2 separate regions of the Macaca mulatta genome follow, and region 2 is linked to region 1. Evidence: chromatin contacts called from public Hi-C data. All regions are on one chromosome and are shown on one strand. The core of a region is the stretch at or near the end of the contact, and the rest is flanking DNA. Distances in the headings are between cores, read along the strand shown.

Region 1 (5,403 bases), core at 768-3,267:
GCTGGGGGATATGGAGAAAGGAGAACCCTCATACACTCTTGGTGGCAATGTAAACTAGTACAGTCACTGTGGAACAGTATGGAGGTTCCTCAAAAAATAAAAAACACAATTACCATATGATCCAGCAATCTCACTGCTATGTATATATTCAAAAGAAAGGAAATCAGTATATTGAAGAGATCTCTGCACTCCCATTTTTATCGTAGCACTATTCACAATAGTCAAGATACAGAATCAACCTAAGTACCCATCAATGCATGAATAGGTAATGAACATTGTGGTATATATACACAATGGAGTATTATTCAGCCATAAAAAGAATGAAATTTTGTCATTGAAACAACAAAGATGGAACTGGAGGACATTATGTTACATGAAATAAGCCAGGCACAGAAAGACAAATATCATGCTCTCACTCATACATGGGAGCTAAAATAGTTGATCTCATGAAGGTAGGAAGTAGAATGATGGTTACCAGAGGCTGCGAAGGGAAGCAGGGAGCGAGGCATGAAGAGAGGTTAATAGGTACAAAAATAGGTAGAAGGAATAAGTCTTAGTGTTCAATAGCACAGTATGGTGACAAGTGTTAACAATAATTTATTGTGTGTTTCAGAGTAGCTAGAAGATTTGGAATATTCACAAAACAAAGAAATGAGGTGGTGGATACTGTATTTGATCACACATTGTATGCATATATCAAAATATCACATGTACCCCACAAATATGTACATTATGTACCAAAAAAAAAAAAAAGAAAAACTAAAATAAGCAGCAAAAACCACTTCCAGCTAGCATAGTGCTTAGAAAATACCTAAGCTCAGTTATCAGCCAATGAGAAGTATTATATCACCACCATAAAATTGTGGAACTGATGAACTGCAGTTTTCATCTTTAAAAAAAATTCTTTGACCCATTTCCTCTCTTCAGAAACTAGCGTCTGGGATGGATGGGATTCCCAGCTTCTGTAAAATGCAAAATTGAGGGCTCAAATTGTGGTTTCAATTTACAGGTTTCACAGTCCTCTAAGAAGAAACTAAGGTTTAAGGATGCAGGAAGGCCTTAAATAATTAACCTTTTGATTCAAGGGCTCTGAAGATTCCCCCAAGCATTTTTGGAAACAGAACACTACGTGGTTAAGACTGGGTTCAGTACACTCCACAGCTACATTCTGGTGGTGCTCAAGGGACAAATGCTGTGCTAAATACAAGGCAAGACTGGATTTTAGTGTGGGAAGGCGCATGAATTCGCAGAAAAAAGTGAGGATTTACATCCCACCTGCTAATACCGTGGGTAAACGAATTTCTCTCTCTGAATCTTTAGTAGTCACATTTAAATGGAGGTGGTTAAATCGAAAGAATGGTTACGATGATTAAATGAGCCAATAATGAAAACAGCATGTCTTGTAACAGAAGCAGCTCACCTTTATTTAGTTCTGTATCATACTTTACATCTACTACCCTATTCAGTACCCAAAGGCCCCCATCATTTGCCAGATGGGCATCCAGCCGCCCTGGGACCACCTGCATACGCAGGACCGGAGCCCACGTCGCGGCGGCTTTTGAGCGCGGCGTCTGCAGCGGCCAACGCGCCTGACGTGGCGGCTCCGGTTCACGTCATACATGCGGCTGCTCTGGGCGCCCACTGCCCCGCCACTGCAAGCCTCCTTTGGCCGCCCCTCAAGCAGGTAGCGCAAACGCCATTCCCGGAAGGGGCGCCAGCGCAGACGGCCAACCTCCCAGCCAGGCGGCTCCCACACGGGGCCCTCCGCGGAGGCCGCTTCGGGGCCTGGAGGCGGCTTCCAGGCTCTAGATCCCGCCTCCCACGTCCTGCCCGCCCGCAAGGGCCTTGGCACAGCTGTAGGGGATCGGCCTCTGCTCCCGGCCTGCGCCGAGCCCAGGCCCCGCCCTTTGCGGCCTAGCCGCGACCCGGGGGCACCAGAGTCCTCTCCCCACCATAGGGCGTAAGACAAAAACGCCAACGCCAGAAAGGAGATGGCATTGCACATGCGCAGAACATCCTCTCCCCACCCTAGCGCGAAAAACGCCAACTCCAGAAAGGAGATAGCATTGCACATGCGCAGAACGTTCCCCGAGCCCTACTCCAAAACTACGCTTCCCAGAAGGCCCGGCTGCGACTCCATCTTGGATGACGTCGTGAGGCGCGCCCTCCTCCAGCGGCCTGAGTGATTGCTGTCGGGTTTCCTGTAGCGGGCGCTGGCCTTGCTCAGTGATGGCTGGAGCGCTGCACTGCTCACGTCGGGGCTTGAAGACAGAAGGCCCCCGTGAGGTGCTCCAGGGATCACTGATGGGCAGTTTTGTTAAAGTGATTGAACTCGGTGGGTGCAGGAGTACGTGGAGTAATGAAGGATAATGTCCTGTAACCGCTTCCTGTTAGGAATGGTACCTTTGACAATTGTGCAAACGATACGCGAATCGTAATAAACTACAAAGTATGTATAAGCTAAAACAGAAAACGAGTATACCACTTCCCAAAAGCAAAAGCGCGTAATGTTAGGTGTACATCCTTCTCATGAATTTACACAAGTTTTAATCTAATTGTATAGAATATCATGACTATCATTTCACTAAGAAATACATATAGTCGTCCCTCCTTATCCCGGGGGTCCATATCTATGGATTCAACTAAGCTCGGATTGAAAATACTTAAAAATGATCTGGGCGGGGATGGCTTGTGCCTGTGATCTCAGCCACCTGGGAGGATCACTGGAGGCCCGGAGTTGGAGACCAGCCTGTGCAACACAGTGAGACCTTCTCTAAAAAAAAGAAATGGTTTAAAATATTATATCTTACTGAGCAGGTACAAACTTTTCCCCTCGTCATACTCTAAACAATACAGTAAAAGTATTTACATAGTATTTACATTGTGTTAGGTTTACAATTAATCTAGACGTAATTTAAAGTATAGGGGAGGAGGTGTGTAGGTTATGCAAATACCAGGTTATTTTCTACCAAAGACTTGAACATCCCTGGATTTGAGTAATCCAGGGAGGTCCTGGAACTAATTCCCCCTCGGATACAGAAAGAGGACTTGGCTGTATATGTAAAACAAATTATTTCCTGGTCAATAACTTTATTATATTAAAATATGTAGAATCATCTAGAAAAAATATGTATGTATAGTCATGTGTATAAACACACACATATATATATACAAAAAATATGCACACATAATACATACACACACACACACACACACACACACACACACCACTTTTCTGGATGCGAGGTGTTGAGGAAATAATTTAAAATAAAGCCTCTTGCCAATCCAGAAAATTCTCTCCACAGATGGAGAAAAGGACAAAACAGTTACATTATTGAATAAACATTAAACCAGACTGCTATGTGCGTCACACGCAGCCCACTAATGAGTTTACGAAGACAGGAAGAACTATCTTTTTTTATATTAGCCATTCTGGTATAACGCATTCCATTTTCTCATGGTAAAAGATAACGTGTCCTCAAGACGACTGTACAACACCATTTGCTATGCATAATTCATCTGAAATTCAAGTGATAATTAGGGTAGCCATCAGTGTTAGTTAATTGCCGTTATGCAAATGAAAAGTAAAGTTTCTGGTGTCTCTATGACACGCAGGTAGTTAATAACAGGTAGGCAGGAGCCTGGGAGTTTACCACAGAGGCAGGGAGATGGGGTGCGATCTTCCTTGATGCTTACATTTCAAAGACATGACCCAAGGCCATTAAGAAAGACCTTCCTGGGCTGTTAAACTAGCAAGAAGCTTATTTACTTTTTTAAAAGTTTTGCTAAATCTCACAGAGACAGAGAAAGGATTTAAAATTACAAGTTGGCGGGTGCCTGTAGTCCCAGCTACTCGGGAGGCTGAGGCAGGAGAATGGCCTAAACCCAGGAGGGGGAGCTTGCAGTGAGCTGAGATCCGGCCACTGCACTCCAGCCTGGCGACAGAGGGAGACTCGTCTCCAAACAAACAAACAAAAAATTACAAGTTTTCTTAAGGAAATGCTGTAAGAAAAGAGAGGAGGAAAGGTCTTTTTCCCTTTTTGCAAGAAGAAAAATTCAGTTGTTTTTTGTTTTGTTTTTTTCTTTGAGACAGTGTCTCCCTTTGTCGCCCAGGCTAGGATGCAGTGGCATGGTCTCTTCTCACTGCAACCACCGCCTCCCAGGTTCAAGCAATTCTCTGCCTCAGCCTCCTGAGTAGCTGGGATTACAGGCGCCCACCACCACACCCAGCTAATTTTTTTGTATTTTTAGTAAAGACGGGATTTCACCTTCTTGGCCAGGCTGGTCTTGAGCTCCTGACTTCGTGATCTACCCGCCTCGGCCTCCCAAAGTGCTGGGATTACAGGCATGAGCGCCCAGCCCAAATTTTTATGTTTAATATTTACCCTTACAGAAAACTATAAAATTTAACACAATTTCAATCAAATTTAAATAAATCTTAATGGGGAGCTTAGTTTTGTTTTACTTGATAAAATAATTTTTAACTTCCTCAGGAAACAACCTCAGGGAATAGCAAGGAACTGAGGACTAAACTCTGATTTTTTTATCTTACCCAAATTTCTATCTAAGGGGTCTCAGGAGTTATGCCCTACAAACCATAGATTCACATGGGTTTTATTTAACCCTACATAATGTGACTTACTTTTCAACCTGACTCTAGCATAACATTACGAGACAAGGAAGAAAATAAAATATTTTACCCCCAAAACATGTTTCTTTGTCATATTTTGGAATGGCCCTGCAAGCCGTCCTTTGTGGTGTTGTGACCAAGCGAGTTATAGAAAAATGCCACACTTTGAGACAAATCAGAGTCCTTTATTAGCTACTGAGAGGCAGCTAATGCCCAAAATTCTCTCGTCTCTGAGGAACGGGCTAGTTTTTTTTTTTTTTTTTTTTTTTTTAATACCGTGGTGTAAATAGGGGAGGGGGGATTTTAGCTGAAGCAATTTTTACAGAAGCAGAACTGGCAAAAGGTTAAAAAAGTAATTGGTTACAAATGCAGTTACAAAACAATAAACAGTTCCAGGTGCAGGGGCTTAAACTATCACAAAGAGATAAATGCAGGGGTTTTGGGTGCCATCCACTGAGCGCGTCCCCAGGAGCTGCTGGTGCAGCTTTCGTCAATATCTTATCAGTAGGTGCATTCCTGGACGTGCTTTGAGTCAGGTTTACACTAGTTATGCCTTAAGGGAGGGAGGTGAAAGGGGGCTGCAGGTGAAGAAACTAAAATGGAGTCTGGCTCTCTCTGATAGGAGAGAGTCACTCAGGTTAAAACAAGGTAGGGTATCACAGTGGGGAAAATTCACATCTCTAAATAATCTCTGTTAACATAGCTAGACCTTTTCCTTCCAGGCCCTTCCAATTCTGAATAGATTGACTGAGTGTGTAGCACCTTTTAAAGGG
Region 2 (5,497 bases), core at 1,728-4,227, 880 kb after region 1:
GAATATACATACATATTTTATTTAAACTGGATAAACAAACACTGGCAAAGTAAACCAAAAACTAGAAAAAAAATAGACATCTTTGGTAGGGTGACCATGTATTCCAGTATGTCTGGGATTGTCCTAATATATGCCAGTTGTCTCTGCATAAGTATTTATAAAACCTCTCACTCTCAGTGAAAATGTATCAGTTTGAATGATAAATAAATGTCACCCTACCTGGAGAAACTGCATGAACAGAGGGAGTGTGAATATGTATGTACATCTTTTGTTATCACTTACTTTTTAAAAAGTAAAAGTAATGTATTATTATGTTAACGTATTATTAATTCAAAAGCACTTTATTAAGGAAAAAAAAATAAGACCAGTCAGGAAAAACAGATCAAGAAGAACCTAAGTAGGCTAAGGATGGAAACACAAGGAAAAGCAATGCCTGGAGCAAAAAGAAAAGATGCCTTCATGACGACTAGGGAGGGAATCAAAGTTAGGAAAGGACAGTTCAGAGGGTGGCATTATACACACCAACAGAGGAGACTCTCCAAACAAAGACCATGGTTAACAATATATGCAGCAGACCAGGGAAGTAACACAAAGGCAAAAACATCCACTGGCCTTGATTATGATTTGGTGGCCTTTGCCAGAACTGATTCAGGTGAGTTTAGGTGAGGGAACAAGGTTGCATTCATCAGATTGAAACACAAATGAAAAACACAGAAACAAGTCGGAACTGTCAGTGATTCAACCTAGAAATAAGAACAAGCTGACACAAAGAGTTAGGGGAAACTGTTCTGAGGACTTGCAGTCCTTCCATTCCTCCACATCGTCAAGGTTTTATTCCTGGATCAAGCAGGACCATCAAACCTCAGTGTCTGGTCTCCTGAAAAGCATATGCACTGAGTTTTGCTCTGTAACTGTATTCTTTGTTTCTACCAAGAAACACTTCTAGACAACTTACTGCATTTATTTCAGAATTTTTATTAGAACAATCACAGATAACATTACAATAATTTGGATAATTCTGCAAAATTAAAAATCCTGCATCTGATTTGCCAACTGCACTATTTTGGATTTGCTACTTCAGTTTTATTTCCCTTAATGTCAATTTTTGCCTATTTCTATTTTTCCATTTTCAAAACATAAATCCTTATAAACTTCAGAAATCCATTTTAAAACAAACTGGGAATAAAGAAACAAGAATCTCACCTGGGATTTGTTCATTTTCTGCTCTTAGTGGAGGAGGGAGAGCTGAAGGATTAGAAAGGAAGAATGTCAGGAGAGCCTTGGCCAGCCTTGCAGTTCGGAGATTCACCTGCCTATACAGCTCCACACACAAGATACTTACGTGTCCATGTGTGGCTCCGATATATACTGAGCTCAGACATGACACTTTTCACTGAGTGAATGTAAATATTTCTTACTGATTTATTACCAATTTAGGTTCTGTGACACAGAAAAATTAAAAACATGAAAAGATGAGTTTAACAAGTAACAATAATCTAAAGGAAGAAACACTATGGGTTTGTCAAAATTCCTTGTAGGGAAAAAAAAAATTCAGGCCATATTGTTTACCTATTTACCTGTTAACACCATTAACGCCCTGAGGTCAGACAATGCAAAAAACCTCTAAAAAAAGGGATGCGGTGTTTAACCAAGTTTAAAAATGTTCTAACTTGCTAACAATTCCTCAAAAGGATCTTTTAATGAGAAACTGTGACATAGAGCAACAAAATAGGAAGCAGTGGCTAGGGAAACTGCAGACTTGACTTCTAATCTCAGTCTGCCTCTAACGAATGACAAGATCTGAACTAGTCACCTCCTCAAACTCAGTTTTGTTTTCCCGTTTTCAAATAAGATCAAAACAGATAACCCAAGTAGGACCTGCCTGCACTACCATCCGGCGGGGTATCAGGCCAGGAGAGGAGGAAGCTCAGCAGTTCATCTGGATGTGCCGGGTGTTCGCGGAGGGGTGATGACAGCATTTCCTTCGCTGTGGCCGTGAGCCTTTCACCCGTCCCTACCCTCAGACTCTCCAGAGGTGACACTCCTGTTAGCCTGCGCGCCCACCCCTCAACTCCAGCTCACCTCTCTCTTCTTAAACTTGTCCCAGACCTTGCACCGGCACACAGACTCCGACGGCTTCAGGATACTGTGCCATGATTACACATAATACATAAACGAACGCGCAACGTGTAAATAATTACTTGGGATACGAGGGCGGTCAGAGCCAGAAGGGGCCCTGGTGGGCAGCTAGGCCAGCCCCTTTGCTCCTGCACTCCACCCGCAGAGGCCCTGGGGCCGGTGCAGGCGGACTCTCCCAGGAAACGCACACCCAGTAAATACAGCACCTAAACAACGAAAGTGCTCAAAACAACCCAAGGCGGCAAGTATTCCAGATATCCGCAATTTACAGAGAGGAAAACCGAGTCTCCCGTGGGTAATTGTGTCTAATTCATTTGTCGCGCACCCGGCGCAGTCGTTCTCCCCCGCAGCCCCGCCCCCTCCCCGCGGGCCCAGCGCACAAAAAGCACACACGCAGATATCAAACGCCATGCGCACGCGCACGGCAAACGTCACACGCTACGCACGCGGGCTGTTCCCCCCGCCCCCCGGAGCCAGTTCCCTCCCCTTCGGGCTAACGCGCACTATCCATTCGCTGCTACAAGACTCAGCTGGAGGCCAGGCGCAGGGACTTGACGCATAAGGACCCCCGCGAGCCCCGGAACTCACGTTCCCACGCCAGACCTCATCCTTTTATGATAGAGACGCCCTTGCCCCACGGTCCCTTCAACGCCGCAGGCGCCAGGGATCCCTCCCCACCTTCGAGCTATAGCCGCTGCCCGCCCGCCTTTGGGGCAGCGCGGGGACCCCCTGGCCCTCGCCCAGTACTCCGGGGCTCACCCGCCGCTTCTCGCCGCGTGGACCCGGAGGCGAGGGGTTTCCCACAACGGACTGGAGGCCGAGGAAGGACACGCCAGAAGGGGAAGGCGGGGATGCACATGCGCAGAGGGAGCGGCCGAGCGCCCGAGTTAGGCTGGTGGCTGCGGGGCATGGAAGCGGCGCTACCTCCTAGAAGCGAAGCCCCAGGAGGCTGTTGGTCTGCTCTGGCCGCAGCCCTCAATTGTAAAATGAGGCTAATGATAGTGCCTAGCTAGTAGGAGTTTTATGAGAATTGGAGGCGCTTACGTTGTAAAAGCACTTAAACCGGTGTCTGACACATACATTGTTCAGTATATTTTTCAAGATTCCCCATTTTGTATCATGCTGGTCATCATAAATGAGGCTTTCCTACAAAACAGCCTTGTTTAGTGGGTTGAGAGATTACTGTCTCAGTTACCCACTCTTGCTTGGAACCAGGATTCTGTCAGTACCCCCAGAGGTTGTGGATCAAACCAATGTGCCTTTTAGACACAAGCCAGGAGAAGGAAAGGTGTGCTTGAATTCATTCACGAACATGCATGTTAATGTTTAACTGAAAGACTAGAAGAGAATAACGTCTGTGACCAGTATGGTTATTCTCTGGAATAAGGAAAAATAGAAGCTAGCAATTCAAGACCCAAACATAAAATTGTTTATATGTTTAAAAAAAAAAAAAAAAAAAAGCTGTTTGAGTAACGTATTTGAAGAAAAAGCACGCTCTTATTTTACCCAAAACTACGCATACATTCTTTCATGTGCATATCTGGCATTTTCAGCACACTATGAGCATATGGGTGTGTTACAACTTTTCATTTAAAAAATCAACTCCTTGGTCATTGTCCATTTTTTTAAAACTTTTCATTTGCTCATAATTTCAGATTTACAGAAGAGTTGCAAAGATAGTTCCCATATGCCTTTCACCCAGATTCTATTAGCGTTAGTATTTTACATGACCATGGTATATTTATCAAACTAAGAAAATACCACGGGTATAAACTGCAGAGTTTATTCAGACTTAAGCAGTTCTTCCACTAATGCCCTTTTTCTGTTCCAGCATCCAATCAAGGATATTGTTACCGGGGGTCCTTGCTCCCAGAGCGCCCAAGATGGTGCTTGGCCACTTCCAAGATGGTGGCAAACCTCGTGTTCTCTGACCTGGGTTTCTTTGCCTCACAGATTCCAAGGAATGGAATCTTAGGCTATGCAGTGAGTGTTATAGCTCTATTAGAAGCCGTGGGTCATGGAAGAGAACTGAAACCCAGTGACTAGTGTTCAGCTCCATTAGGACAAACCCGGGACTTAGCTGTGCAGAAACAATGGCAAACCTTTAGCCAGACTGGAGCAGCAGTGGGCGCCTCGCTGGATCAGGAGCACAGCAGATGACCTGCCTTTAGCCCAACTCGGGAGCGGCAGTGGGCGCTTCACTGGATCAGGAGCACAGCCAACACCCTGCTGGATCCAGAGGGATGGAAGAAAGCGGGTGGGTCTGCAAAGGCGGCAAACAGCAGTGATGGATGAAGCTCAGTTGGAGCCATAACAAACACGTACCAGAAGAGAGTGCAGTTGCAATATTTAATAGAGTGAAAACAGCTCCCATACAAAAGGAGGGGACCCAAAGAGGGTAGCCCTTGTGGGCTGGAATGCCTGGATTTATATCTGGCTTATTGTCCCTCCTGCTGTTCTCTCAGGCAATAGATGATTGACTATTTCTTTACCTCCTGTTTTTGCGTAATTAGCATTTTAGTGAGCTCTCTTTACTACCTGATTGGTCAGGTGTGAGCTAAGTTGCAAGCCCCATGTTTAAAGGGGGATGTGGTCACCTTCCCAGCTAGGCTTAGGGATTCTTGGCCTAGGAAATCCAGCTAGTCCTGTCTCTCAATATCACAGTACATTTACTTGTCATGTCTTAGCCTTGGCCAATTTATAATAGTTTCTTGCTCTTACCTTGTCTTTCATGACCTTGATGTGGAGACGAAAGCATGCTCTCTTGACTTCAGTCCTCCTACCTTGGCTTCCCAAAGTGCTGGGATTACAGGAATGAGCCACCACACCCAGCCTATAGTTTAACTTTAAAACAAGAATGATAATGATCCGTTCCTGAAACTAACCCCCTCCTTGTTTGGGGACAAAAAACACCTTTGTAAAACTAGTGGAAGTCCACAAGTTTAGAATTATGATAGGGACCTGAATTCTGTAAGATGTAGGCATAAACCTAACCAGTTATTGCTTTATAACCTGCCTTTTTGTGACTGCTTACTACTCCAGAGTCACATAGCCAGTGGTCACAAGATTTATAACATCTCCAATTGTCCCTATAGATAATGTCACTATTGTAAAACTTAAAACTAGTATTTGAAATATTTTTCAGACTTTACATTCTGATGGACCAACTGGTGCCACTGGGACCAGTAACCCACAGCAAAAAATGGACTCAGCTGATCCTGTGACCCCCTTCAGGAACTGATTCAGCCCAAGAAGACAGTTAACACCACTGTGATTTCATCCCTGACCCGCGCAATCAGCATTCCCCATTCTCTAGCCTCCTGGTGGGCAGAAGGCTAGAGAGGTTCAAAGTTTTTCA

Evidence for each region. Hi-C and Micro-C count contacts between places; a contact is called where the count stands out from the background.
Region 2: a Hi-C map of fetal cortex germinal zone shows a contact between it and region 1, with 4 times the contacts expected there. The contact joins the promoter of ZNF248 here to the promoter of LOC144331106 in region 1. A contact is called at or near these places in 3 of 14 Hi-C or Micro-C datasets (cortical neurons, fetal cortex germinal zone and liver).

What each region holds. Positions count from the first base shown.
Region 1 is chr9:52,357,452-52,362,854 of T2T-MMU8v2.0, forward strand. It overlaps LOC144331106, which reads right to left and starts at 2,018. Exons shown (of 3, transcript XM_077946258.1): 1 at 1,421-2,018. The coding sequence starts at 2,005. The coding sequence ends at 1,463.
Region 2 is chr9:53,233,710-53,239,206 of T2T-MMU8v2.0, forward strand. It overlaps ZNF248 (zinc finger protein 248), which reads right to left and starts at 2,978. Exons shown (of 4, transcript XM_077946261.1): 1 at 2,899-2,978.